Linked DNA regions of Mus musculus: region 2 is linked to region 1. A link is a contact called in public HiChIP or PLAC-seq data. All regions are on one chromosome and are shown on one strand. Each heading gives the region's core, a stretch centred on a gene start, on an enhancer-like site or on the middle of the called end of the contact. The rest is flanking DNA. Distances are from core to core; before and after follow the strand shown. Region 1 overlaps Qsox1 (quiescin Q6 sulfhydryl oxidase 1). Region 2 overlaps Fam163a (family with sequence similarity 163, member A).

Region 1 (3,659 bases), core at 588-3,087:
CTGGTGGCCCTGAAAAAGTTTGTGGCAGTATTGGCCAAGGTGAGCAGGCCCCGGCTTCCTTTGTCTCTGGAGTTCATATGTGATTAGTGTGCATCTCTGGAGAGTAGACACCAAACCAGTCCCTTCCTTGAGAATTCAGGTCGGACTGGACACCTGGGCCCATAGCTGCCCGGGCCCCCATAGGCGTCTGCCTTCCTCTTATAGCCGTATTCTTTACCAGCCCCACGTGACCAGAGACCATCTGTCCTGTAGAGCAGAGGGGAGAGACACACGGCCAGATATCCCAATACCTGGGACTCTCCTCAGTCATGGTGACTGCCTGCTTACCTGTGTTCTCTACCTCACTTAAGCCCCAGACTGTGGTGTCTTACTCCCCGCCATGATGACTGGGAGATAGGACCTCGGACCGCCAGAGTGAAGAGGGGTGCTTTCTGCTCTGCTGTCTTTCTCCTCAGGCTTACCCAGTTCCCTAGCGTTCCCTGGTAGTGTCTCAGAAAGGTGGCTACTTCTCAGAGTGAAGCTTTTGGTTATTAAGGACCTGATGTCTGACAAGAATTTAGTCTTTTTGCCTGCTTTTCAGAGTTGTGTCGCTACCATTTAAGGCCCAGGGGCTCACGTAGCTTGCCCTAAGATAGCCAGCAGGAGCAGACTTGAGGCATTGTCCTGAGCTGTCATTCCCTGGCCTCCCGACTCTGCCTTCCCATCCATGGGCAGCCCTGCCTGCTTTGCTGCTGAGTCAGGGCTGTCTGTCCGCTGGGCCTGCCTGCTGACTCAGCCTCCCTCCGTCCCAGCTAATCTGAGCCTGCTCTTCCCAGCGGGGCCTGGGCAATCTCCAGATCTCACCCATTTTGCCACCATTCTGACCCTCTTGGCTTGGTGGCCTGTGTATCTGTATACAAAGAAGACCCTGTAAGGAATGTTGCGGGCAAGGCAGAGCTATTTCCTTGCTTCAGCGGCCTGCAGCCTGTACTCCACAATACTGAGGAGGCCTGGTGCAGACACCCTGCTGAACATTGAGAAGGAGCCAATCCAGAGCAAGCCTTTGTAGTGTTTTCCTACCACCTCAGTGAGGGACAGCTCCCATGTGCTCCCCAGCCCTGCAGGCCTCAATGAGGAGACCCCGAGCCCAGGTCAGATTATTTCAGAGGAGTCCTGGGAAGCAGTAGTTTCTCCGTGCTGCTTGGATCTGTGTCCAGCTGTAAGCAGGCTGGTATTTAGTTTGCTCCCCAGCGGGGCTGTGATATGAGAGGAGACAGAAAGTATCCAGGTTAGATAAAGGCCTGGACAGCACACTCTCAGCGATACACTCAGCTAGACCCTCAGCAAGAGCAGGAGATGAGGATCTACTAAGGGGCTCTTTAGCCAGAAGCCAGGTCTCTGAGAAGAGGACTGAGGAAGGCCCACAGTGGGTGCACCTGGGACCCAAGTGTAGAGGCCCTGTCTGACCTTTGTCTGCGTGACTGATAGCGTCCTATATGCTTTGCTGGGGACCTTCTTTCTTCCCTGGAGAAGAAGAATCAAAGCTGCTTCCTTTCCTCAAGCTCTGGCAGGCTGACAGAGTGTGCGGTACACTGTGTGTTTGCTTATTTTCCATTCTTAAACTCTGTGAGTGGTACTCATCATTCTAGAGATGGGGAACTGACAGCCCGGGGGGCGGGCGGGGGATCGCCTTGTTGAAGGTGAACTTCACATCCATGGCTCCTTTAACATCCTCCCTCTCCTCTGACAAGAAAGCCTGGAGTGGAGAGCCCCCCCACCCCCCATCCCCACTCAGCCTGCCTTGTCACATTTGAGCCGTTACTAGGGCTGGCCACTGGGTGGCGTTTGGTCACCGAGGTTTCCCTGCCCTTGCTGTCCAGAGCCCTTTAATTCATCGCTGCTTCTGATACGTGGCCTTAGAAGGCAGAAAGAAGGTGCCAAGTCAGGGTGGCAGGCAGAGGTCAGAGAGAAGTGCTGACTTTCAGCTGTAAATCTGCGTGTGGACCCAGAGCTCCCGGGAGCTGACCAGGAGGAAGCGCTCTGAAGCACAAGTCTTTCCGGCCATTTGTCACTCTGGGGGGCTGGCTAGCCCCTGCCGTTTGATAAGGAGGGTTAATGCCCTCTCGGATGCTGCCTCTGTGACACTCTCATATTAGGATTCTTCTCCTGGTGTCTTCCTCCTCCTCCTCCTCTTGGCACATCTCTCAGCTCACTGTCTTCTCCACCTTCATCTTTCCTCTTGTGGTTTTATCTGCTCTGCTTCACCGCTGCGTCCCCTTCACCCCACCCCACCCCCACAGGCGTTTGCACATGCACACATGTGCACACATGCACACATCCCCTCCTCCCTTGAGTCCTTGTGGTTTTAAAGTGCTGATACTAATCAGATTTGAGTTGACTTATTGTCAAAGTAGCTTTTCATGTTCCTCTGAGGCTCTTGGGAGTTACCATCAAGATTTGGATCTTGGCCCTAAGCCCTAGGCTAGCCTGTCCATACTGGCGGCCCATGAGCTAAAAAATGAAAGGTCTTTTGCCAGCCTAGCCTATTACCAATGAAGGTTTCTCCTCAGTTTGGTTCTTGTCTTTTCAAAAGAAAGAGCTGAGCCAAGAAACACAGACAGCTAAAAACAGTTTACTTATCAAAAGCAAAAAGGAGAGTGCACTCCAAGCGGGAATGGGCATTCCAAAGGGAGGTGGGTAGAGTCCCACTGGGCCCTGTGTTAGGGATTTAAAGACTTTTTATGGTGCCTCCCTCTGGTGACACCACTGACACCCTCTTCCCTAGAGCATGATCTTTCTTCCATCTTATGGCTTGAGACGTCCCTGCAGTTTTTCCTTCCTGGCTTAGCAGGATGTTTGTCGTGGGGAGGGGGTCCTGGTGTCTGTTTCCGAAGAACCCAACCACTGCTCCCAGGAGGCTGGGTGATAAAGGGATTCTGGGCATCAGAGAGCAGCTGCCAAGATACAGCTGCAGTTTTCCTCAATTACCTGACGCGTAGCCCCTTGCCTACTCCACATAAGTCCGGCTGGGCCATCAGTTGCTGCGTCAGAAGACTGCCTGAAGAGATTTGTGCCCAGTGTTCAAGGCAGTCCTGGGGAGTGGTGTGGTGCTTGGAACTTTCTCTGAGTGGTTTCATGTGGTTAGGTCAGCGTTGTAGCCTGAGCCTTGATAGGAGAGACCCACAGGGCCTAGGCTACATAGAGTTTCTTCTCCTCTGTCCAGAATAGAGTATATGAATTCACATTTGTGTCTGATGGTTTTTGTTACAACGTAAAACTCTATAGAATTGTTTCTTACTCTCCAATCGCCACTTGCTCCTCCCTACAGTACTTCCCTGGGCAGCCTTTGGTCCAGAACTTCTTGCATTCCATAAACGACTGGCTTCAGAAGCAGCAGAAGAAGAGGATCCCCTACAGTTTCTTCAAAGCTGCTCTGGACAGCAGGAAGGAGGTGAGTCCAGCAGGCAAGTGAAGGCCCTATCAATGCCTCGACATGTCTGGGACTGGGAGGACTTAATGCCTCAACACTTGGTGACGTTATCCAGAGGTTTGCATTAAGTGATTCCATTTATCACTAATAAGCTGCTTCGTTGGGTCCTATGGAATATCTCATCGAATCCTCATACATCAGAATTTTCACTTAGCAGATGAAGAAAGCAAGTTTAGGAGATTACATAACG
Region 2 (3,659 bases), core at 761-3,260, 290 kb before region 1:
TATGACACCTTCCAATAAGCCCCAAGCCCTTTGCTTTGATGGGTTGTGTAAAGACCAGGGAAAGCTAAGCAAAGGTTAGGGAGGCTTCCAGAGACCTTGGGAGATGAGGTGGGCAGACCTAAAAGAAACGGACACAAAGGGTGAGGCTTAGACATCCCAGAGCTTGAGAGGAGAGAGGAAAGGGCGTTAACGGGGCCCCTCGGGGTTTGCTTGCTAGAATGCACACATGAGCTAGTTTACACTCTGTTATTTACTTGGGTTGCCTGCTCTGATAGGAATATTGAGTTCTGGAAGCACCACATCTGCTAATCTAGTCCCTCCTCATGAAACACATCAAACTGATGCTAAGCGCCACAACACACGACTGCTTATGGGGACTGTAGCAAGAAGAGGCTATATAACCTTGTCTCCCCTTCAAGTCCTTTCTTATGCCCCCCTGCTAGAGAAACTTTTCCAGGTGTCAGTCATTATAGTTCTAGAAGCCCAGGGAACAGATAGATCACATTGATTCGCCCCATCCCTCCATGCCTTGCCACATAGACTCGGCCCTCTGAGGGTGTGCGGATGCCCATTCCTGGGGTGGGGGCTGGCTTCCTCTCATATCCATCACCACCAACAGCCATGTGGCTTTGCCTCCTTCGGGAGCTGCAGAGCAGAAAGGTCCAAGGGACCAACAAGTAAGAAAAATCTGACCCTTTAGCAACTGGACCCAGAGGCAATTCAAGTGGCCAGTCTCCATGGCAACCAGAAGGAGGGAACTGAGGCAATGGTGCCACAGTTAAGTTCCCACACACCTGCATAAGCTCCTCGAGAGGCTGGTGCATCCCATGAGTGTCCATCTATGATGTGACATTATTAACAGGACATTTTATCCCACGAGGGGCTGTGGCCTTCTCATCTGAGTTTTGGGGGGATCTCCTGAAGGTTGGCTGTGTCTTTGTAATTAGATATTATGCTTGCCTCTTGGTAATGAGCTAATTTGCTGTTTCAGATCCCAACACCTCCCACTTTCCATCTAGCAGTGGCCTTATGGGGTTTTGTTTTTTGTTTTGTTTTGCTTAGTTTAGTTTAGTTTTGGGTTTTGTTGTTGTTGTTTTTGGTTTTTTGTTTTTTGGTTTTTTTTTTGTTGTTTTTTTTTTTTTGTATTTTTAGTTCTCCAGTTACCTCCGTGATTCAAGGATCGCTGTCCCCACTTCTAAAAATTAATGCCTGCACATTCCAGAGTCTCGGAATGCTATGGAGGGTGGGCTGGTTTTTCTCCTGAAATCTTGTTGGCTGTTGGTTGGTTGGTCTGACAAAAAGCAGGGTGCATCTTACATGTCCAACTGTAAATAATGAACACAGGGTTAAGAAGCAGGAGACACTCTCTGCTCATGTTCTGTCCACTCCTTAGCTCCTGGGACCAGTCAGGTGTCTTCACTCAGACATCCATTTTTCTCCAGGAACGAAGAGCTTGTCCCTTAGTGTTCCACAAATCTGAGACGTCTTAGACCTGCTCCTCAGCCTCGTCTCTTGCCTTCATCCAGGCCAGGGCTGGGTGGACTCTCCTGCTGACTGATCCTGGGTACAGGGACATTTGTTGTGGGTTAGAAACCACAAAAGGGGTGCTGGGAGGAAGCACGGACAATTAGAAGACAAAATCATTTGAATTGCTGTCGGGGCTAAGGCAGTAGTTCAGTTGATAGAGCTCTTGCCAGGTCTGCACAAAACCTCAAGTCTCCAGCACTGCATAAAAGCCAACTTGGTGGGTACACCTCTATACTGGGGAGGTAGAGGGAGGAAGGTAGTTGTTCAAGGTCATCCCTGGCTACGTAGAAGTTCAAGGTCAACCTGGGGTTCCTGAGACACACACCCCTCTCAAAAACAACAAAAACATTTGTTCAACCCCCTACTGAGCAACCTCAAAAGGCAAGTACTGCCTCTGGGAGCCTCAGCAGGAGAGCTAACCTCCCCCTCTCCCCGGTGCAGAGGGATGGCTCTGCAGTTGTTGTGCACCCAGTCCCGCCCATCTGCTCATCCTGGGCCATGTGCAACCCTTTGATTTGCTGCTGGGCCTGGCAGCTTTCCCCACTTCCTCTCTACCAGCCCAGTGCCTTGCTCTCCTGTGGTCCCACAGCTTCACCCTAGATAACAATGCCATCGTACCCATGCCTTTGGGTAAACCAAGAGAACCCAGCCATCTGTAAGCCACTTTTCTACTATGGGCTCTGGGTATAAAGCACTCTTTGCCTTTGTGTCTCCAGCAGGGCCACAATTCAAAATCTGGATCCCAGGTGTCAGAGGGGACGGGGAATACACACTGCCCTTCAGCCCACATTGTTCAAGGCACAGGTTCCACCCTTGGCTACAGGTCACCTGACCCCCTCACTCTTCACTGTAGCATCATGAGCATCTTCCATCCTTGGGGAAGAGGAGGCTCACCCAACTCGGCTCTTCTGTCCCATTAGCTGCTGAGTCTGTACCATGAGATACAATTTGTCCACTCTTCAAACTGAACCCTAAACAGGCAGAGAAGGGAGGCCCGGGGAATAGCCAGCCCTCTCCACCATCCTTCTCCACATCACTCCGCTCCTCCTGCTGCAGATTTCTTGTCTTGTTGTATCTTTGATAACTTGGAACACAAACCAAGCGAATGTCAAAATAAAGGAGAAATTTTAAGTAGAAACCCCAGAGGGTCTTCCTTCCACTCTTTACCTGGGGGTGGGGCAACTGTGCATGGCTTTAAAATGAATATTCATCTGAACACTGGAAACATCCAAAGTCTTTGCCCTCCCTCTCCTTTTCTGCTCACACATTAACAGAGCTCTCACAAAGCCGGCCCAGCCAGGGGCCCTCTCTGCTGCGTCAGCCATCACAACCTGGGAGCATTTCCTGTGTCTTGAGAAAGGGGGCTTTAAGTGTGCCAGAGATAAGTTCTGGGTTGCAGAGGAAGATACCCCAATTCCATCTCAAGTGACCGGGCAAGGCAAACCTTACTACAGATCAAAACTCCACTACTCCGAAGAGTGAACACACCCAGTCAGGAAGTACCTTTGGTTTTTGTTCTCACTCAAGGGGTGACTCTTTTCCCATTACCTGAGATCCTCGCGGGCCTATTCCGTTGGCTTGTCTGAAAAGAATTAGTGTACAGGAACTGTAGGAGCAAGCGGGAAGGGCTCATTGCTCCAAGAGAGAAAAGGCCCCCTCATAGCTCAGGGCCTTTGCATTCCCAGAAAACAGCAGGGTCTTTGCGTAAACAAATATTTAACGGGGTGGAAAAGCTATTAAAATGCTTGCATAAAAGTCTTACTTAGTGGGAGAGATTAAAAGATGTGACTTTTTTGTCCAAAATACAAACTTCACAGTATTTATTTGGTAGTTCTTAACAGGTGTCCTGCCCAAGATGGTGAACTCACTGCGGGGCAGTTCAGACTCCTGACTTTCCAGGCCTGTAGTTTCTCCTCCTCTCTACTTTTTGAGTCAATTCATTGTTTCATAGACGAGTTAACAGCGTTACACAATCAGCCTTGTGTCTGATGGGAAGGGCGAGAAGGGAGACAGTTGCAGAGCCTATAAAAACAAGAGAGGCTGGAATGGAGGCTAGACAACAGAGAACTAGCTTTGAATGTGAAGGGGAGAGGCCAGGATACAGTAGGGATTATGGTGCCTTTAGTCCAGCA

What was found. HiChIP or PLAC-seq counts read pairs in DNA pulled down with a chosen protein or histone mark.
Region 2: a contact with region 1 is called in an H3K27ac HiChIP or PLAC-seq map of T-cell acute lymphoblastic leukemia, with 4 times the contacts expected there. The contact joins two enhancer-like sites. A contact is called at or near these places in 7 of 484 Hi-C or Micro-C datasets (the G1E-ER4 cell line, the HL-1 cell line, the N1E-115 cell line and 1 more), 1 of 115 datasets of contacts at active chromatin or transcription factors (T-cell acute lymphoblastic leukemia) and 2 of 9 other capture datasets (embryonic stem cells and liver).

The regions. Positions count from the first base shown.
Region 1 is chr1:155,783,174-155,786,832 of GRCm38.p6, reverse strand. It overlaps Qsox1 (quiescin Q6 sulfhydryl oxidase 1), which reads left to right. Exons shown (of 12, transcript NM_001024945.1): 8 at 1-39; 9 at 3,308-3,430. Among named protein-coding and RNA genes, the nearest start is that of Qsox1, 28 kb to the left of the region's middle. Within about 2 kb of position 1,837, at least 37 of the 459 cell types and tissues checked have an H3K27ac peak or open chromatin away from gene starts, as enhancers often do. A contact at or near this core is called in T-cell acute lymphoblastic leukemia, where this site is marked.
Region 2 is chr1:156,074,967-156,078,625 of GRCm38.p6, reverse strand. Fam163a (family with sequence similarity 163, member A) reads left to right here. Exons shown (of 5, transcript NM_177838.3): 5 at 1-2,670. Among named protein-coding and RNA genes, the nearest start is that of Tor1aip1, 40 kb to the right of the region's middle. Within about 2 kb of position 2,010, at least 35 of the 459 cell types and tissues checked have an H3K27ac peak or open chromatin away from gene starts, as enhancers often do. A contact at or near this core is called in T-cell acute lymphoblastic leukemia, where this site is marked.